2 separate regions of the Sus scrofa genome follow, and region 2 is linked to region 1. Evidence: chromatin contacts called from public HiChIP or PLAC-seq data. All regions are on one chromosome and are shown on one strand. Each heading gives the region's core, a stretch centred on a gene start, on an enhancer-like site or on the middle of the called end of the contact. The rest is flanking DNA. Distances are from core to core; before and after follow the strand shown.

What was found. HiChIP or PLAC-seq counts read pairs in DNA pulled down with a chosen protein or histone mark.
Region 2: an H3K27ac HiChIP or PLAC-seq map of alveolar macrophages shows a contact between it and region 1. The contact joins the promoter of SCAPER here to the promoter of ETFA in region 1. A contact is called at or near these places in 2 of 2 datasets of contacts at active chromatin or transcription factors (alveolar macrophages and skeletal muscle).

What each region holds. Positions count from the first base shown.
Region 1 is chr7:56,537,795-56,542,795 of Sscrofa11.1, reverse strand. It overlaps ETFA (electron transfer flavoprotein alpha subunit), which reads left to right and starts at 2,521. Exons shown (of 12, transcript NM_001244403.1): 1 at 2,521-2,682. The coding sequence starts at 2,644.
Region 2 is chr7:57,009,438-57,014,438 of Sscrofa11.1, reverse strand. SCAPER (S phase cyclin A-associated protein in the endoplasmic reticulum) reads left to right here and starts at 2,127. Exons shown (of 32, transcript XM_021099014.1): 1 at 2,127-2,578.

The sequences.
Region 1 (5,001 bases), core at 1,272-3,771:
TAGAGGGATTTGAGCAGAGGACACGATCAGCCTGCCATTTGGAGGGGAGAGTTTAGGAGGCATGGGTGTAAAGAGAAAGACCAGTCCAGGCAGGAGTTCCCTGCCATGATCCAGGGGAGAGTCGATAGGGCCCTGAGGGAAGGAGGAATGTTGGTGGAAATTGTTGGATTCTGGACATGTTTTGAAAGTAGATCCAATGGGATTTGTTGGTAGACTTGACAAGGCTGGAAAGGTAGGTTGTTACAAAGTTGGGAATTGAGACAATTTCTGCATCTATCACTCCTTTGCTTAAAGTCCAGACTCTTTAGCAAGTCATTTATTGATTTGTTCATTCGTCCAACAAATCCTGATTGAATGCCTCCTGAGCCAGGCACTGTGTAAGGTGTGAAGACACACTAAAAAAAAAAAAAAAGAAAAAGTAGGACAGAGTCTGCCTTTACAGGTCTTCTTACAGTCAGATGGGTGAGACAGACAAAACCAGGCCATTATAACCCATGTGCGCCTGCTTCTATATTTAGGGGAAGTACAGGTGGAAATGAGGGTAGGGGGAAGAGATTTCTAGTTCAGAGTTACTGAGGGAAGGAAAGTCCAAGCTGAAATGTCAAGAATGAATAGGGTTTTTTTGGTTTTGCTTTGGTTTTTTTTAGGGCCGCACCAGCAGCATATGGAAGTTCCCAGGCTAGGTGTTGAATTGGAGCTGCAGCTGCCAGCCTATACCACAGACACAGCAACATTAGATCCGACCACATCTGTGACCTATGCCACAGCTTGTGGCAGTGTTGGATCCTTAAGCCACTGAGCGAGGTCAGGGATTGAACCCACATCCTAATGGATACTATTTGGGTTCTTAACAGGCTCAGCCACAAGGGGAACTCCAAGAATGAATAGGTATTAAACAGTCAAAGAAGTAAAGGGGAGAGAGGGGAGGAAGAGAGCAAGGAGGCAGAGGGAGTAGGGCATTGGAGGATGTGAAGGAAGTTCTTTATGGCCATGGGAGGTCAAAAGGGGGTAAAAGAGGGAAAGGATCAGCTCACACCAGGCTAACATGTCATGTAAAGGGGCTTGAAATATGGAGTTCCCATCATGGCTCAGCAGTGAGCAAACCTGACTAGCATCCATGAGGATGCATGTTTGATCCCTGGCCTCACTCAATGGGTTAGGTGTGGCCGTGAGCTGTAGGTCGCAGACATGGCTCAGATCAAGCCTTGCTATGGCTCTGGCATAGGCTGGGTGGCTACAGTTCCAATTCGACCCCTTGCCCGGGAACCTCCATATGTGTCCCGCCTGGGGGGGGGCACTTTCATTTTATCCTGAGAGCAATGGGGAGCCATCGAAGTGTATTCATTACCCGTTTACCCTTTTGAAAGAGCCCTTTGGTTGCAGTGCAAGATGGATTGAAGGGTGAAGACTGGAAGCTGGGAGAGCAGTAAGGAGGCAACCGCAACAATCCCAACACAGAGCAGGGTAGGAGATAGCCTTGGATGGATTGCGGAATTGTTTGGGGAATGGAATTGCTAAAATTTAATAACTCATAGGATAGGGAATAAAGGAAGAAACAGGTCAAATATGATTCCCAGATTTCTGGCTTGAGCAGCTGGGTGGAGGTGGAAAGCATTCCCTGAGAAAGAGAATGCTAGAGGGGGAATGAAATCCAGAAGAGAATGCCCAGTCAGTTGTGGGTGTATGGGTCTGTGGTGTAGAGGAACATCTGAGGAGATGCCCAGCAGGCAGGTGGATAGGATCCAAAGGTCAGGAGAGATTTGGTAGTCTAGGGCTTTGAAGCCAGGGTGCGGGTGGGGCTGCCCAGGGATAGGTAAGATGGGGAGAGAAGGAGGGCTCTGGTGGGGCCTCATGTTACACCTCCATTCAAGACCTTTCCAATCAGCTGTTTCAGCCCATCTCCAGCTGCTCTGCCTCCGTCAACAGGCAGCACACAGAATCCTGCGCTTTCTCCTTGGTCTTTCCCATCGTGTTCCTTCCCTGTTTGTGCTCAGGAGGGTCCATCTTTCAGAACCCAGCTTAAATACCACCGATTCGGAGAATCTCTTTTCCTAATAGCAATGCTATGTTTACTTGTATGTTTCTGCCATTGTCTGGTGAGATCAACATTTTATGCATCCTATTATTATATTCCCCTAACCTGGAAAATGTGTTTAGCATATTACAGATGTTAGTACTTATATTTGTGATTAAATGAAAGGGCAGAAGAATAATTGGAGTGAGAGGAGTGGCCTTCATCCAGAGGTTGAGAACCCAGCACAGTGACGTTATCAGCTCAGTGGGAAAGTTTAGCCTGTGCGCGCTGCACACTGGGGCCGGCAGACAGCCTGGACTTCCTTCACCCGCAGCTCTCCGGCTTTAACCCTGCCTTTGTAGAGTCCGGCTTCAGCCACAGCAGCCTAGCGCACAGCGTCAGTTTTGCCCCCAGTCCCAAGGCCAGCCCCTAACTTTCCGCCGTCCCCATTGGCTGCCCGACCGCCCAATAGGCAGGCAGGAACCGCGAGCTCTCTCTCCTTGAGGGGGAGTCCGCTCTCGTTCCCGCGTCTCGCGAGCGTTTCGGTGACTCGCGGAGGCGGTGTGGTTGGGTCAGCTGCAGGCTACTGTGGGGCTGAGGGTACTGCGAAGCGGCCTGGTGCAGTGACCATGTTCCGAGCAGTGGCTCCGGTGCATCTCCGGCGGGCGGTGAGTCCAGGCGGGGAGGGCCGAGCCCCGTGTCTGTCCAGCCTCAATCTGCTGTCCCCGGGCAGGTCTGTGTGAAGGTCATCGGCCCTCACATCCGGCAGGCCCAGTCTGGCCTGGGACTCAGGCTCAAAGTTCTTGGGGTTTGGCCGTTCCTCTTTCCGCGACGCCAGCTCGGGGTCGAGGTCAGAGGTCAGAGTACTGAAGCTGCCCTCCTGCTGCCCTTCTCCCTCCCCGCCTTTTTTTCTAAGCCCTTTTCGCATCCTTCAGTTTTCTTCCTTGTACTGCGAGGCTGCCAGGTTCTCCACCTCAGGCGGGGAGCGAGCAGCTGCGCCCCCGGGAATCTTTACGCACGGGAGGAAAATGTCGCCGCTGGGATGCTGTCTTGGAAAAAGTTGAAAACCTGAATTTATCTCGAAACCTGACACTTCTGGAAGAATTAAACATTTTCCTTGGTCGTAGTGTGTCTGCTCGCATCCACTCACTATCAAGAGGGGTGGTGCGGTTATGGAAACTTGCTCTACTCTCTGGCTAATGAGGCAGGGCTGAATTTAAGTGATTGCATGTGTAACCTATCATCCAGTTTGAAGGTTTAGCTAATTCCGAAAGGCAGGTGTCTTTTTACTGCAAGCTGATCTGCTTTTAAACGATCAGATTGTTGGTTAAATAGCTAGGGAACTGTTGGTAGGGGTGTTTTTGATGCTTTCATTAATTACAAATCGTGAGTTTACCATATTTTTCTATGGTGAGAAAGATGATAGAAAATATGTTTTTGTTCTAATGCTAGTGGGACAATAGTATTTGGAGTTGACCAATTACAAGTTAAGTAACAATTTATATTGTAGATACTGTAGCTTTTCTAATTTGCAATTTGGTTAAGTGACAAACAAGATTACTAAACTTTCCTGACGTTTTGTACTTTTTCTACCGTTCTTCTGGTGCATTCAGTTTCTTATCCACTGCTGCAGTTTTCTCTCAGTGACGTAGTTGGCAATCTTTCTAGAGGTCTGAAGCTCTACCTCACCCCCTCCAGTTCCAACCCATATCCTTCAGGTCAGCAATCAGTCTTTCTCCCAGAAATTTTCCTCAGAGGATCCAGACATAAACAAATTAAAGTCATGGATTTGGGAAAGTTCCATGTTTCAGAGCCAGACTCTTATCTATACAGAATTGAAAGGTAGTTTTGTGGACAGGTTAGAAGTCTGGCATAAGTGAAATGGTTATGGAGGAGGAATTTAGAATCAAGTTACTTTGTAGAGCCAAGAACAACAAAATAGAACGACTAGCTTAAATTATAATTATAAACACAGTTTGCAGTATGTATAGACAGTATTTCCAAATCTTTACTGTGATTTGCCAAAGACTTTGACCTTGACTTATTTTCAGAATTTGACGTCCTGAGTAGCTTCTCTAAAGTCATTAAGACCATTTGAGAGATTTGAATTTCAAGGGTATAGGAAAATGATGAGAATACTTCTAAAAGGGATGCATAAATTTATGTACATTTTTAACTTTAAAAATTTTGCAGTTTTATTCTTACGGAAAAGTTGCAAGAATAGTACAAAGAATTCTCAAAACCCTTTGCTGAGTTTCACCAGCTGTTAAACAGTTTGGCAAATTTGCTTGCTCTCTCCATATACACATATTATTGTTTTTTTGAACCATTTGAAAGTATGTTTCAGACATGCCCTGTACTCCTAAATAGTTCAGTGTGTTTTCTATGAACAAATAGGTTCACCTTTCATAAACACGGTATAATTGGCAAAATCAGCATATTTACCAATGATGGAATATTATTGAATCTACAGACATTATTCAAGTATTGCCAATTGTCTTCTTAGTCATTTGTAGCAATATTTCTTATTCTGCGCTAGGATACTTCAGGATCATGCTTTGCATTTAGTTCTCACCTCTCTTAAGTTTTTGTTAGCAAAGCTTCTCGCCTTTCTTTGGCTTTAATGGTATTGACATTTTTGAAGGGTACATGCCTTCTCTTTTGTTGACTGTTTCCTGAATTAGGTTTGTCTGGTGTTTCCTCTGATTAGTTTCAGGTTCTGTATTTTTGGCAGGAGTATCACAGAAGTGGTATTAGGTTCTCAGTGCATGTGAAAGGAGGCTGGTAATGTGGTTTATCCCATTATTGGTGACATTAATTACTTGGCCAAAGTGTTGTTTGCCAGGTTTCTCCACTATCATATTTCTGCTCCTCCCTTTGTAATTTTTAACTAATTTGCGGGGAGGTACATTGAGACTACGTAACTCTTCTCTTTCTCACCAGACTTTCACCCAGTAGTCTTATCTGTTGATGATTCTTGCCTGGGA
Region 2 (5,001 bases), core at 878-3,377, 470 kb before region 1:
GAGTGGCCCTAGTAAAGGCAAAAAGACAAAAAAAAGAAAGAATTAAAAAAAAAGAGAGAGAGAGAAGATATGTGTGGAGGAAGCACAGGCGGGCTCGGGAGTTGAGAGGAGAGAGAGACAGACAGACACAGAGAAGTTGTCATGTGCTTTGGAGTGGTTTAAATCACTTGTATGGGGGCAGTTGGTCCGTCCTCTGGACAATCATCTTGCTTCTTCTGGCCTTGAGTCCATATCAGGCCTGACTCAGGGCCCTCCCTTGTATGCATACACATTTTCTAGCCAAGGTGGATTCTAGCACAAAGGTTTCTGGGAAGTTGACAGGATGTCCTGTGGTTTGGTGCCCCACCCTTCTCTGACCCCTGAGGAATCTTTCTGTGCATGTGTAGTTCGGAAGGATTCCTTGACCTCAAGAATGAGAAATACATGGTCTCTTTATCTTTTATCCAAAGAGGACTCAGCTCCTCCTTGCTACTGCCATAATTTTTATCTTGAAGTATCTGTCCATGGGGGACAGGTTTCAGTTGTTCAGTGGACCTATCCATCTCCTGTTTCAATTCCTTTTGCGTAAAATGTCTAGAGTAGACAAATCTATATCTAGAGAAAGTAGATTAGTGGTTGCTCATGGTTGAGGGGAGATAGGCAAGTGACTGTTAATGAGTATAGGGTTCCTTTTCGGGGTGATGAAAATATCCTAAAATTGATTATAGTGATGGTGGCACAGCTCTGTGAATGTACTAAAAACTATGGAATTGAACACTTTGAATAACTGTATGGTAAGTAAAATAGCCTAATAAACTCTTTTATATGTATGTGAGAAAAATGATGACTGGTTTTTATTTTTATCTTCTTGATTTTGAGAGGTTCAAGTGGAGATGACCAGGTATTTAGCAATGTGTATCTGGAACTCACAGCAGAAATCAGGGCTGGAGATATATACTGGGAAATCTGGAGGACAAAGATACTAACTAAATTTATGTAAAAAGAAACAATCCTCAATGAGTCTGTCCCTGGGGAAAAAAGAAGGCTTTCACCTATCCCTGAGGGATACTACTATTTAAGGGATGGGAGAAATAAGAGGAAACTTCAAAAGAGATGGAGAGGGAGTGTTTAGAGATGAAGAGAAATCAAGGAAGTAAAAACGGAAGTCAAGGAAAGAATGTTTCCAGAAGGAAGGAGTGTCAACTGATTCAGAGAGAAATTAAGTTAGGTCATGATGATAATGTTCATAGGATCTGAAGTAAGGAGATCCCTAGTGACTTTGGAAGGAATGGTTTCTATAAGGTGATGAGGCTGAAACCAGAAGGGCAATAACCTGAGTTTTTAGACGTGAGCAGTAGTTGAAGTATTGGAGACATTCTTGAATAGATAATTAGAGACATGTATTTGTGAAGGGAAGATCTGTAAAGAGGGGAAAGTAGAGGTTGAAGTAGGGTTTGGTGGGTTTGGTGGGAGAGTTCAAGACGGGTGAGGTTGTTTATGTGCTTATAAGAGAAAGGGGACAATTGATAAGAGGAATAAGGCCCTGTCTATCTTTTATGAAATCACATGTTCCTTACAGCAGTATGTTTCCTCCTTATCCTATGCATTTGTTTACTGTAGTGCTTATCATCTCATTATCATGGAACTTATCACTATTTTCTGTTTCTACCCTGTTCCAGGAAGGCACATGTTTTAATATATTTTATTAACTCTAAGAACCTAGAAAGTATCTGGTGTAGAGGAGATGCTCCAAAAACTCTTGATAAATAAATGAATGAAAGAGCAAGTTTTCTAAAAAGCCAAGTGGGGTGAGCAGCCAGAACAGCCAACAGTATGGTTCCTGCCTTTACAATGCTTATAGTTTAATTGTGAGGTAGACTCTGTTGGATTCCATGACTTCCTCCTTATTGTGGGTAACAAGGGATAGGGAAAGGTAAAGAGCTTGAGTTTCCCAGCAGGATGAAGAGTGATGGAATATTCATTTGATAATTATGGTCTGCGTTGTTCAGAGCTGTGATTTAATATTGTTACATTATTTAATTCGTATGTTTATTTTGTCTTTGAAGTAGAGAAAACACAAGTGTTAGGTCATTGTACTTTGTGCCTTTCAAGCCTGGCACAGAAGAGAGGCGGAAAGTCATTGCGTTAGAGGGTAAGCTGTGTTTGGTTTAGCGCTGCACGCTTTTCTGAAGCTCTTTCAGAGTTACAGATTTTTGAGGCGGACTTCTAGGTCCTTTATCTATGGGACACACCGCGGTGATAAAGGCAAACGAAAGGGAATGAATCCGAGAGAACTGAGCTGTCAAAAACAATGTGCAAGCGCTGCCCAGGGAAGGGAAGAACTCGCGAGAATTAGCCGCACCCAGCACCACGAAGCAAACCCACGCTGGGCCTCCCGCCTTCGCGGTCCCCGGGCGCGAACCCGGCTGCGCTTGCGCGCGGAATGCCTGCGCTAGGAGCCAGGAGCCGCGCGGACGCAGCTGGGAGTCACATGGGGTGGCGGACAATCGCTCCGCCTCTCCGCAGCGGCCCCGCCCCGCCCCGCCCCTTTCCCGGCGGGACGCTCGGAGTCGACCCGAGCTGCGCAGGGCGGTCAGGGGTGAGTGTCCGCGAGGGGCGTGCGTCGCGCAGAGCCGGACGGGCCTGGGTTGGGGCGCGGGCAGGAAGAACGCGTTGTGGGGGCCAAGGGGACAAAATGGCGGCGGGGTACGCCCTTTCACCCCCTCCCCTCACCTGGGACTGCGGGCGGAGAGGGTAGGGAACGCTGCTGGGGGAGGGGAGCAGAGGCCGCTTGAGAGGGCCATGGGGTCTTCTAAGGAGGCCTGGAGGCGGGGGGTGGGGTGACGAGTGGGCAGGGAGCCTGCCCTTCGAACTCAGCGGGGGTGTGAGCGACAGGGGATCCTGTGCACCTCACGGGCCGAGTGGTGGGCGGGGGATGGCTTTATTCCGTCAGGGGGGGCGTCCCTGGCGGCACCGGTCTAGGCTTCTGGACTGTCCATCCTGCTAGGGGCTTGCGGGGGAGCCGCCTCCCCAGCCGTTCATTTGACAGGTGATCGTCATCATCTCATTCTCAATGGGGTTTACCTCTTTCCCTGCACATGGACTCTGGAATTAGCTCTGCCCGGGGAGCTGAGCGGGAAAGATCTCTTCCATTTTACAAATGCGTAAAGGCGTTTGTAAGGCTTGGAGGGGTAAAGAGTTTAACCATGGCCTCGCACCTGGGAGTAGTAGAACCCGGTCTTCTGCCTCTCTTAGTGCTTCCTTCCCTGCACTTCATTCGCGCCTCCCCCTCTCAGGGTTCTGCCAGTGAGGGACGGGATTATTTGAAAGCGGGCAGAAAACTGGTCCTCCAAGCAGCACCTGCTGCTGTCAAAGTGGGGCCCGCCTGCGTGAGAGCAGCTTCCTGTTGCTGGTGAACTGTATTCCTCATTCTGTTTGTGTCAAGTTATTTTCTATGAAAATCGCTATTCAGTATAGTCATCTTACTGAGTAGATAGTAATTCCTTGTAAGTATTATAGGTTGCTAGTTTACATACTGATTTCACCAGCTTTAACAATTTCATCCTCATAAACAATGCGAGGTGGAAAGATGGGATAAGCGTTATGCCCATTTTACCAATGGGGAAACTGCGGCCGTTACTTACCCCAGATCACTTGCTGGTGAAGGCTTGCTCCAGGATTAAGTTTTCAGACCCACTCTGGTTTATATTGAAACTCTGGCCCCGTATTTTTTCCTGTTAACTATGACTTTTCCTCAAAATGTGTTGGTGCAGATTGTTTTATGCCATATATTGAAATGATCGGAGTACATCCACTAAATAATTAATATTTTAATTAATCAACTTATATGGTTTGGAAAGTTGTCTTTGTGGAAGGAAGTGATCAGGCTTTGAAGGCAGACTGATCTGTATTTGAATCCCAGTTGTCCTTTGACAGATTCATTTTTTTGAGCCTGGATTTCCTCTTCTGTAAAATACGGATATTATTATCCACCTAACAAAATTGTTGATAGCAAGTAAATGTGATATCTGTAAAGCATTTAGAACTGCTCCTAGCTTATAGTAAGCCCTCAACAAATGCTTGTTACTTTCCTTCTTTCTCCCTATTTCCTTGAGTTGTAATTCCTAAATTCTAAAATTCTCTAAACCCTGGTAGTTTAGGTCAGTCTACCTGGTTTATTATGCATGGAACCATAATCAGTGTTGCTGTGAAAATGGTGATTGGGCTACAAAGGATCTAGTGGTTTTTTTTTGGTTGTTGTTGTTTTTAGGGGGTTCTTTTTAGGGCCGCAAGCTAGGGGTCTAATTGGAGCTATAGCCACTGGACTATACCACAACCACAGCAATGCCAGACCCGAGCCGCGTCTGCGACCTACACCACAACTCATGGCAAGCCGAATCTTTAACCTGTTGAGCTAGGCCAGGGATCAGACCTGCGTCCTCATGGATCCTAGTCAGATTGCTTTCTGCTGAGCCACAATGGGAACTCCAGGATCTAGTGTTTTAAACATAGACTTTAAAAATGTTTGTCCTTAAAGACTTCCTAGATATTTAAGGATCATTAAAATGTTGATTTGATAGTGACTTTATTAATACCTTCATGTAACTGCTTTACCGAAATATTTTAAAGATGAAAGGGCTTGAGTCTTTTCTTTCACTTTCATACCCAACCACAACCCAGCCTAGATTAAAGGAGAAGCAAAAAATCTTTGGGAATCGCATTGGAACATTCTTCAAACACTTAGAAAGTGGTGGTGTTATTTAGTGGGAAGTTAAGTAGACTTCTCTCTGATGGTGCAGTCTGACATCCATGGTGAAATTGGCATTCCTGAAATTGTAGAAGCAAAAATGACAAATGGCTTGTATAACAGATTTAAAGAAGTCACTAATAAAAATCTGTTTCCATTTTTATGTTTGGCTTTGGCAATAGGTCTTATGGAATATATGTGAAAATATCTACAGTCAATTGGTGGAAACGACCTTAAAAAATTACTGAAAAGAAGTGGTTTATAGATAGATTTTT